Regions from separate parts of the Astyanax mexicanus genome. Here region 1 is linked to region 2. Evidence: chromatin contacts called from public Hi-C data. All regions are on one chromosome and are shown on one strand. Each heading gives the region's core, a stretch centred on a gene start, on an enhancer-like site or on the middle of the called end of the contact. The rest is flanking DNA. Distances are from core to core; before and after follow the strand shown.

The links. A called contact is a pair of places that touch in the nucleus more often than the background predicts.
Region 1: a contact with region 2 is called in a Hi-C map of blood, with 6 times the contacts expected there. The contact joins the promoter of abat here to the enhancer-like site in region 2. A contact is called at or near these places in 3 of 3 Hi-C or Micro-C datasets (blood and muscle).

Annotation. Positions count from the first base shown.
Region 1 is chr19:5,565,381-5,570,849 of AstMex3_surface, forward strand. abat (4-aminobutyrate aminotransferase) reads right to left here and starts at 2,245. Exons shown (of 16, transcript XM_022675868.2): 1 at 2,102-2,245. mettl22 (methyltransferase 22, Kin17 lysine) reads right to left here. Exons shown (of 11, transcript XM_049467924.1): 11 at 4,185-5,183. The coding sequence ends at 5,151.
Region 2 is chr19:5,519,494-5,524,386 of AstMex3_surface, forward strand. abat (4-aminobutyrate aminotransferase) reads right to left here. Exons shown (of 16, transcript XM_022675868.2): 13 at 4,558-4,725; 14 at 2,631-2,777; 15 at 1,672-1,783; 16 at 243-798. The coding sequence ends at 677. Among protein-coding and RNA genes, the nearest start is that of abat, 46 kb to the right of the region's middle. Within about 2 kb of position 1,733, the one cell type or tissue checked has an H3K27ac peak away from gene starts, as active enhancers do.

The DNA.
Region 1 (5,469 bases), core at 995-3,494, 46 kb after region 2:
AGAGCTGAAAAAAAGAAACGGGAGGCCGGTTCTGACCGGATCCAGCCTGTCAGATGTACTGTAAACCAGAACACACACAGCACACACACATCACACTCACAGAATACACACATGCACAGAAGAAGAAGAAGAAGAAGAAGAAGAAGAAGAAGAAGAAGAAGAAGAAGAAGAAGAAGAAGAAGAAAATGCATCACAAGTAGCTAGCAGCTTAGTTAACTTCATTAGGAAGTCTGAACAAACCGTGCAGTGTTAGGTGTGCCTCAATGGTTGGTAAAGGTTTGCTATGGTATTGGCTTCGGTTGATAAGGTGTTGCTAGCTGGTTGCTAAGAAGATAATGGAATGGTATTGGTTGCTGAGATATTGCGAGATGTTGCTAGATGTTTACTATGACTATACTATTGCTATGGTGTTAGTATTGGTCGCTAAGGTGTAGCTATGGTTTTAAATGGTTGATAAAATGATTCTATGGTTGCTATGGCATTTGTGTGGCTCACTTGGGTGCTGCTATTGTATTGGTGTTGGATGTTACTACATGGTTGATAACGTGTTGTTATGGTATTGCTGTAGGTTGCTCATGTGTTTCTAAATGGTTGATAAAATGTGGTTGTGGTACTGCTATAGGTTGTTCAGGTGTTTCTGCATGGTCGATAAATTGTTGCTATGGTGTTGCTGTAGATTGCTTAGATGTTTCTAAATGGATGACACACTGTTATGGTATTGCTGTAGGTTGCTCCGGTATTATTAAATGGCTGATAATGTGTTGATATGGTGTTGCTGTAGGTTGCTCAGGTGTTTATATACGATAGATAAAACATTGCTATGGTATCGCTGTAGGTTGTTCTGGTATTTCTAAATGGTTGATAATGTGTTGATATGGTATTGCTGTAGGTTCCTCAGATGTTTCTACATGGTTGATCAAGTGTTAATATGGTATCACTGTAGGTTTCTCAGGTGTTTATAAACAATAGATAAAATGTTGCTATGGTATTGCTGTAGGTTGCTCAGGTGTTTCTCCATGGTTGATCAAGTGTTGATATGGTATCTCTGTAGGTTTCTCAGGTGTTTACAAACGATAGATAAAATGTTGCTATGGTATTGCTTTAGGTTGCTCAGGTATTTCTAAATGGTAGATAATGTGTTGTTATGGTATTGCTGTAGGTTGCTCAGGTGTTTCTACATGGTTGATCAAGTGTTGATATGGTATCTCTGTTGGTTTCTCAGGTGTTTATAAACGATAGATAAAATGTTGCTATGGTATTGCTGTAGGTTGTTCAGGTATTTATAAATGGTCGATAATGTGTTGTTATGGTATCGCTGTATGTTTCTTGAGGGTTTTTAAAAGGTTGACAAAGTATTGTTGTGGTATTGCTGTAGGTTGTTCTGGTATTTCTAAATGGTTGATAATGTGTTGATATGGTATTGATGTAGGTTGCTCAGATGTTTCTACAGGGTTGATAATGTGTTGCTATGGTATTGCTGTAGGTTGCTCAGGTGTTTCTAAATGGTTGATAAAGTGTTGCTATCAAATTGCAGTTGGTTGCTAAGATGTAGCTAATATGTGGCTATGGTACTGGTGTTTGTTGCTATGGTACATAGGGTGTTCCTAGGTGGTTAATAAGGTGTTGCTAAGTGAATGCTAATATTCTGCTATGACATACATAAAGCATAAATACCAAAAATGAGCAATTACTTCCAACATTGTGCCGAATTTACTCTTCTAAGCTTGGAAAATTAGACCGCTAGGTTTGATATTTGGGTCCAAAGTTTCCGGACACTTCTCAATGCTTTCCTATTGAGGAATTTTGGCCACTTTAGCTGTCAGCCGCTTTATGGATGCTTTATATACGAATACTTTAATATATATTTAATAACTGTATTTAAACACAGTGTAGACACACTGAAAAATCCTCACAGTATCACAGCTAGGCTAGTTTAGCTACAGCTTTAGCTTTAGCACATTAATAGTAAACGCAGCCCCGCGGAGCCCACCGTTCAGCAGCACTAACGTTATAAAGCTGCTGCAGTGAGAACAGACCACCACAAAGCCACTGAACACAGCCCTGAACACGGCCGCTGAGGGTCCGAAATCCGGGCACTCACCTCGCCTCGCCTCTGTGCGCCGGTCCGTGCAGAAGCTCCGCGGCTCTGTGCGGGAAAGCTGCGGGGGAAAGCGGCGGAATCGACGCGCTGTTCGCGGGGAAGCGGCGGCGCAGCTCTGTTTTGAAGCAGCGCTGACAGAGAAAGGAGCAGCTCTCCGAGAGGGCGGGCCTTGAGGCCTCTCAGCCAATAGGAGAAGAGGGAGTGCGCGCTGATTGGTCCGTGCATTACGGCGGAGCTGGCAATCACGTGGAAGGAGACGAGGCAGCTCGGAACGTGTTGTTTAACACTGTGAGGATATACAGTGAATTTTCTCCATTTTAACGTTAAACATTATTGTTTATTTGTCTTAGTCCCACTGTAGGCTCGCATAATGTACAGTGTTTCGTGCTTTACCTACATTTTTTTTTGTTTAATACACTGTTTCCCAAGCTAAAACATGACTAATGTAGGCTAATGCAGCCTAACAGGTGTACAAAGATAACATTTTCAACTCTAAAAATAAGATTAGATTTGATTATCAATATTTGATTCGATGCAAATTCATTTCTTTATTCTAAAGAACTAATAAAATATATAACATTTGGAAAATGCACCCCTAATCCTCTATGGCATGGTGTTGCCCTCAGGCAACAAACCACAAATCACTTTTTTGATATTTTAATTATTACACCATCCCTTTAATTGTCTTAAAAATGTATTAAAAATCATCACAGATATTTAATTTGATACAAATTCATCACTTTATTCTAAAGAGCTTTGTTTGTAGAAGAAAATTAGGAAAATGCACCCTATAATCCTCAATAGCATGGTGTTGCCCTCAGGCAACAAACCACATTTTAGATTTTTTTTTATTATTACACCTTCCCTTTAAATTTTTGTTCGCAAAATGTCTAAAACATCACAGATATTTGATGAGATGCAAGATTATTTCTTTACTCTAAAGAGCTCTGTTTGTAGAAGAAAATTAGGAAAACACACCCTGTAATCCTCTATAGCACATTTTTGATTTTTTGATTATTACGCCTTCCCTTTAATTTTTTGGTCGCAAAATGTCTAAAAAATCACAGATATTTGATGAGATGCAATATTATTTCTTTATTCTAAAGAGCTCTGTTAGTTGGAGAAAATAAGGAAAATGCACCCTTTAAGCCTTCTATGGCATGATGTTGCCCTCAGGCAACAAACCACTTTTTTGATTACTAAACCATCCTTTCAATTGTATTGTCACAAAATGTCTTAAAACATCACATAGATATTTATTGCAATGCAAATGTATTTATTTATTCTGTAGAGCTCTGTTCATAAGAGAAAAAAAAGGAAAATGCACCACATAACCCTCTATGGCATGGGGTTGCTTTCAAACATCAAAACACTGTATTGATTTTTTATTTTTTTATTATGTCGCTTTATTTATTTATTTTTTTGCCACAAAAGGTATCAAAACATCGTATTTAGTTACTAAAATAGTGTTTTTTTTTATTTGTTGCCTCAGGACAACATTATGCAGTTAGACCACTTTACTGGGAATAAAGCAGTGGTGGTTATTATTGTCCTTCCAATAAATAAATAAAGAGTAGTGATGCACCAAATATTCAGCAACCAAACTTATTATTACAAATCAAAGTGTATAGATCGAATAATAAATCATAAAAATATATAATTTTACGTGTGCTTTGTTGGTAATTGTGCTGGAATGTTGAAATTTAAAGGAGAAATTTGGCGTGAAGTGCCCTTAGGATGTAGTGAAAAATCATAAAGAATTCAAACTTTAGTTCAATATTCCAACTCCATTTACTCCTTAGCATTACAAAATACAACGCTTTTAGCCGATGCTCCCAATATGCTTGCGATGTTAATATTAATTCTGTGGAAGTGCATCAATATAGATATTTTCAGCTGAAAGTACTGTGTGTACAAACAAAGTTTTTTAATAAACTACCTGCACATTTAAAGCTCTCAGTGCCAGGGCCCTTAGAGTTTTACCAATAAAGTGTGAAGCTACTTTGAGCTTATTAATGCTGTAAAAATAGGTATTTCTTTACTTGTAAAACTGCATAAGAAACAAAAACACTTCTTACACAACTCACTTTCAAGCCTGTTTATTTCACAAATTCTATTAAAATTCTGTTTGGTGAGAAGAGGCTAAAAATATTCACACATTATAAAAGCGCAACCTTGCTTTTTTTGCAACTAAGTCTTCCTCACATATTTATGAATTTATTTTTAACAGTCTGCAATTAGGATGGTCTATTCTTTAGTATTTTTATATCAAATGATTACTGCACCCTCTAGTGTCTATAAAGAGAAACATCCACAGCCCACTTACAACCACACACACACACACACACACACACACACACACACACACACACACACACACACACACACATACACATAAATAAAAAGAAAATAATTTAATCAGTTGATTAATTAAAAATCACACTCATTTTAAATAAATACCTCTGTGTTTTCTTTACAACATTTGGAAATGCCAGAACATTCTGCAATGAATGGACCAATAGAAATGGTTCTGAATGAATACAAATAAAGTTTCTTACATTAACTGATATTAAATTAGGCATGTTGTTTTTCCCTTTTCCTAAAAAAATCCCATTTTAGAGATACAAGGTTCTGTTAAACAGCAACATTCTGGAATCAAATCACAATCTGAAATAAAACCAACCAACACATTCTTCATATACCCAGTGCTCTCATTATTAAAACTAATAACACGGCTTATAAAAGCATTTTCCTATTAAAAAAGATTCATTTATGTAGAAAAGGTTCTGTTAACCAATCACAAGCCCTATATACTGAATTAAAAGCACCAGAACATACAACTGACCATTATAGTATACTTAAAAAACCTAAATCTGTTCACATTAAGGATTTTCCTCTCTATGTCTAGACCTTTACAGCTGTTATAGAGCAGCTACATGCGGCTGAATGTCAGCTTTAGGGTTTTTCTCCTGAGAGCTGTAGTCTGGGATTCTGCAATCCTTTCAGAAAAAAGCTCTTGACTGAGTGAGGAGGCCAAGAGGGATTCGGATTAAAGGGATGAGGCAGACACCTTCCAAAGCTCCTGCAAAGACCAAACAGAGAATCATATAGAATACTGAATTATACAAGAACAGGTGCATCTCAAAAAATAAGCATTTATTTATTTTATTGTTGATAATTACGATTTTCAGTCAATAAAACCCAAAAGTCTGTATCTTAAAAAAATTGAATATTATATAAGACCAACTGGTACTTTGGCAGTTTGGGCAGTGTGCCAAATCCTGCTGGAAAATGAAATCTGCGTCTCCATCCAACACCAGCAGATTATATGTCTCTCCAAACCATCACTGATCATCAGTACATTTTAC
Region 2 (4,893 bases), core at 483-2,982:
CAGTTTAAGCTGTAAATTACCTCTGTTCTGATTGGCTGAACACAGAAATCATGGAAAAGCAGTACCTATATTGAGAGAACTCAGACAACCACTTGGGAACACCCACACCTTTACATGATAACTTGTGAGGTGTTATCTTGTGAGTAGGGGAGCAGACGCCTGTTTAGCTGGAAGTTAAAGTCTGGGCGCTCTTTATGTTCAGAGGACGCTGCGTGAGGACAGCTAGCAGCATGTATCAGGTCTGAAGACCTTCTCTAAGCTCAGTAAGCTCACTATGCTGGGTGGTCTTGTGACTGGGTGGACAGAGTGGAGTATTGGAACGTGGAACGTGTGTGGAGAACATTGAATTTGTCTTCTGTTAATGCAGCAATCAGTGGATTCGTAAAGTAAGTAAAGCTTATTAAAATCCCCAGGTGTTCACTGGGTCTGGTAGCGTGAGAGCTCTCCGTTTCATTGTGCGTATTATAGTGTGACTGCAGTGTAAAGTAGTGCTAAAAAAAAACACAAAAACAGTAAATGAAAAGAAGAGAGGAAGGCAGAAAGTTAGAAAAGGAAAGGAAAGCAGGAGAAAGAGTGACTGATTGCTCTGTGATGTGTTGAGAAAAGAAGAACCCCTCATCTGGGCTTGGACCCTTGTGCTTGTTCTTTGTGGTCAGCCGGCTGGGCCTCCGGGACTTTATTTGTATTCAGACAGCACGTCGTTGAAGATGTTGAGGAACTGGTGAGCGTGGTACTCCTTGAAGACCAGAGCCGGGCGGAAGCGGATGGACCGATCTCCACAGCCGCCCAGGAGAACACCTGAGGAGACAGGTAAATTAATGGGTTGCATTCAGCAGTACAGAACAGGTGATATCTGACGGATTAGGTTTATAAAAGTAATCTCTTATAATTGTTTTATTAGCAACAACAAAGTGTGCCACAGCTGTATAAAATAAAAAACATAAATATTCAACAGTATATCTTATACGGCAACTATTAATTGGACTATTAATTAATGCTTCCCTCTGCTGACAAGATGTGGATTTCATTTTCCAGCAGCACTTGGCACACTGCAGATTCAGTACAAAGTTACAATATTTCCACAGTTATTACTGCCACTATAAGAATGACAAACAATCTATACAATTTATTCTGGATTAAAATAAGAATCATTACTGTCAAAGTAAAGAACTACACAAATCTGAAGATTCGTACTATATTAAAATCAATCCTTAATTATCACTGTCAAAGTATAGAAATACACCAATCTGAAGATTCATACTAAATTAAAATCAATCCATAATTATTACTGTCAAAGTAAAGAACTACAAAATCTGAAGATTTATACTAAAATAAAATCAATCCATAACTATTACTGTTAAAGTAAAGAACTACACAAATCTGAAGATTGATACTAAGTTAAAATCAATCCTTAATTATTACTGTTAAAGTAAAGAACTAAACAAATCTGAAGATTTATACTAAATTAAAATCAATCTATAATTATTACTGTCAAAGTAAAGAACTACACAAATCTGACAGTATTAATTGTAGAATGATTTAAATCTGTATAAATCTGCTGATAACACAAACTACACACACTGCAAATTCATACTGGATTAAAATCAATCCCTAATTATTACAACCAAGGTAAAAACTACACAAATCTGCAGATTCTGAGCTTCTGCGTACCCTTGTCTCTGGTTTTGAGCAGGAGATTGTCCCGGGTCACATCGTCACGGGCATCTACAGCACAGAAGGTTCCCTGGCCGCGAGCCCGACTCAGGATGTGAGGATACTGAGCCTGAACAAAAGGAGAGATAGAAAGAAGAGAGAGAGGCATTTGAGACATTTCTAAAACTTTATCAACACTGACTGACTAGGTCTGTCATGATGAATGATATATTGCCAATAAAATGATATCGATAAACAATATTACTGTAATTTTATCACTGCATAGATCCATGCCATTTTTAAGCATATTCAGATATTAATACTGTAATGTTAAAATAGGAAAATGATTTGAGGCTATTCTAAATAAATAAAACAACAAGTCTAAAACTACTCGATCACACTTAATAATGGGATCTCCTCACATGTAAACCCAAAGGGCAATATTGGGGTCAGCTAAAATTAGTGAGGTCATTTTTATGATTTTCCTTTATAAATCATTGGTTGTTCAGATCAGCAATTTCAGTTAAATATATCATGTAGTAGATAAACACAGTGATATTTAAGAAAGTGAAATTTATAGGATTTACAGAAAGTGTGCAATAATTCTTTAAACTAAATTAGGCAGGTGCATAAATTTGGCAACCCAACAGAAAAATTACTTTAATATTTAGTAGATCCTCATTTTGCAGAAATAACAGCCTTTTAAACTCTTCCTATAGCTTCCAATGAGAGTCTGGCTTCTGGTTGAAGGTATGAAATTGCTAATCTGAACAACCAATGAAAAAAATATTGAAAAATAGAATAGAAAAAAAAAATAGAAACTTTTTCACACTACCATATTGCATGATAAGTCAATAATGAAATGACTGTGAAAGGCCAATGACTTATAATCTGATCATGAACATCACTACAAATACAATATACGAATAAAAAGAAAAGTAAATCAGTCACTGTGTAAAATAGAGATATATAATTACCTGTAGTTCGTACAGTCCCTGCAGCAGAACCTTCCCTGAGCGAGCCACCTCATCCAGAAGGTTCTCTCTCCTGATCACGTTCAGGACCTCCGTCAGGAACACGTTCTTAGAGGGGTCTCCCATCCATGTGTTAAAGATTCTGTAGCCCTGATTCAGATACACACACAATACAGTATGAGAGATATTCTCAAATAATAATAATATTACAATACAAATTAAAATGCTGTGAGATTTGTGAAACAACTGAAGATTCATACTGGATTAAATCACTCCACAACTACGTTCAGTCTGTAAAATCTAAAACAAATATATACTGGATGAAGATTTCTCCATAAGTATCACTTTCACACTAAAAAAATTACATATACATTGTATATTCATTAGATACACTATATATTCATGGTGCCTTATATTCCCTCCACAAGTACTGTCAATCAGACACACTGTAAACTCATACTGGATTAAAATTACTCCACCTTGTTAAAGTTCTAGTATAATAACCCAGTATGAATTGGGTACATTATTACATAATTTATACTGGATTAAAATCCTTCCACAAGTACTGTCAGTCAGACATACTGCATAGTTCATACTGGATTAAAATCTTCTCACAATCACTGTGCGTTTTTAAAAAACCACACCCACTGTAAACTCATTCTGGATTAAAATTACTCCACATCATGAAATAACACAGTATGAACTGAGTACATTATTACAGAATTCATACTGGATTAATTTACTTTACAATATTAAAGTTTACTGTAATAACCCAGTATGAACTGAGTACATTATAACAGAATTCATACTGGATTAAAATTACTCCACATCATGAAATAACACAGTATGAACTGAGTACATTATAACAGAATTCATACTGGATTAAATTACTCCACATTATTTAAGTTTTACTGTAATAACCCAGTATGAACCGAGTACTTTATTAAATAATTCATACTGGATTAAAATTACTCTACATTATTAAAGTTTTACTGTAATTACCCAGTATGAACTGAGTACATTATTGCAGAATTCATACTGGATAAAAATTACTCAACATTATTAAAGTTCTACTGTAATAATCCATACTGGATAATAATACTGGATTAAAATCACTCCACAATTACTGCCAGTCTGCTACTTAAAAAAAATACTGAACAAATATTTCTCAATAAATATCACTTTCTCACAAAAATACACACTGCAAAATTAATGTACAGTTATTACTGCCAATCAGTAAAATCTACATATAGTACAGATTCATACTAGATTAAAAAATTCTCCTTGTGTTCTGTCCGTTTGTTAAAAACTAAACAAACTGTAGATTTATCCTTGCTTAAAAAAAGTTGATGATGTATTAATATTAATATACAATCTGCAGATTCATACCGCATAAAATATATGTTTTAACAGGACCACACACACGAGTTTATGTAATAAGTAAGAAAAAGCAAACATTAATAATGAAATATATTAAGAATTAAATGCATAAAGGACTGCTGTCCAATCAGCTGATCTAAGTCTGTCCATTTTATGATCTCTGCAGCATTTCACATGGAAATACCAACATTATCCAACTGTTCACGCATATAAAACCCTAATTAAATAAACAGGCACAACTGTTTTATAATAAGAAAGAAATGATGGTTATTTAATATGCAAGCCCTATTGTTCAGCAGCAGGGGGCGCTATTGCTCATGTTTAAAAGCTGAGCTATGGAGGGCTCACAGTTCTTCACAAGTGATTAGAATCATCAGAACTGATGATTTCACACATATGCCAACATCACTTCCATCATCATCATCATCATCATCATCATTAGCAGTAGATACTCAGATACTCAAGATGCTGTATGAAGGACAGATCAGTAAAGATTCTTGGAGAGCAGCAGAAGCAGCAGCGTCTCACTGGAGGATCAGAGCAGCTCTACCTTGTCTGGCACCAGCTCGTCTTTGTGGTAGTATCCTCCCGTCAGCATTTTCTTGCTGAAGGAGACGATGTCGGCCGGGTCGTCCGTGCCCCAGTGCTCGTGAGCCCAGAACTTGCCCGTGGTTCCACCGCCTGTCTGAACTTCATCCACGTGGAAAGCACATCCGTGCTGAAAGAAGCAGAAACAGAAGAACATGTCATGAGTCATAGTGAGATAACTGATATTGTGATTAATGTGATGAAAAGACATTATTATTTTTTTTTTGGCTATTATTGTATATGGAATAAAAATTCACAAAACAAAAAATGAATCACAAAGCATAAAGAATATAATTAT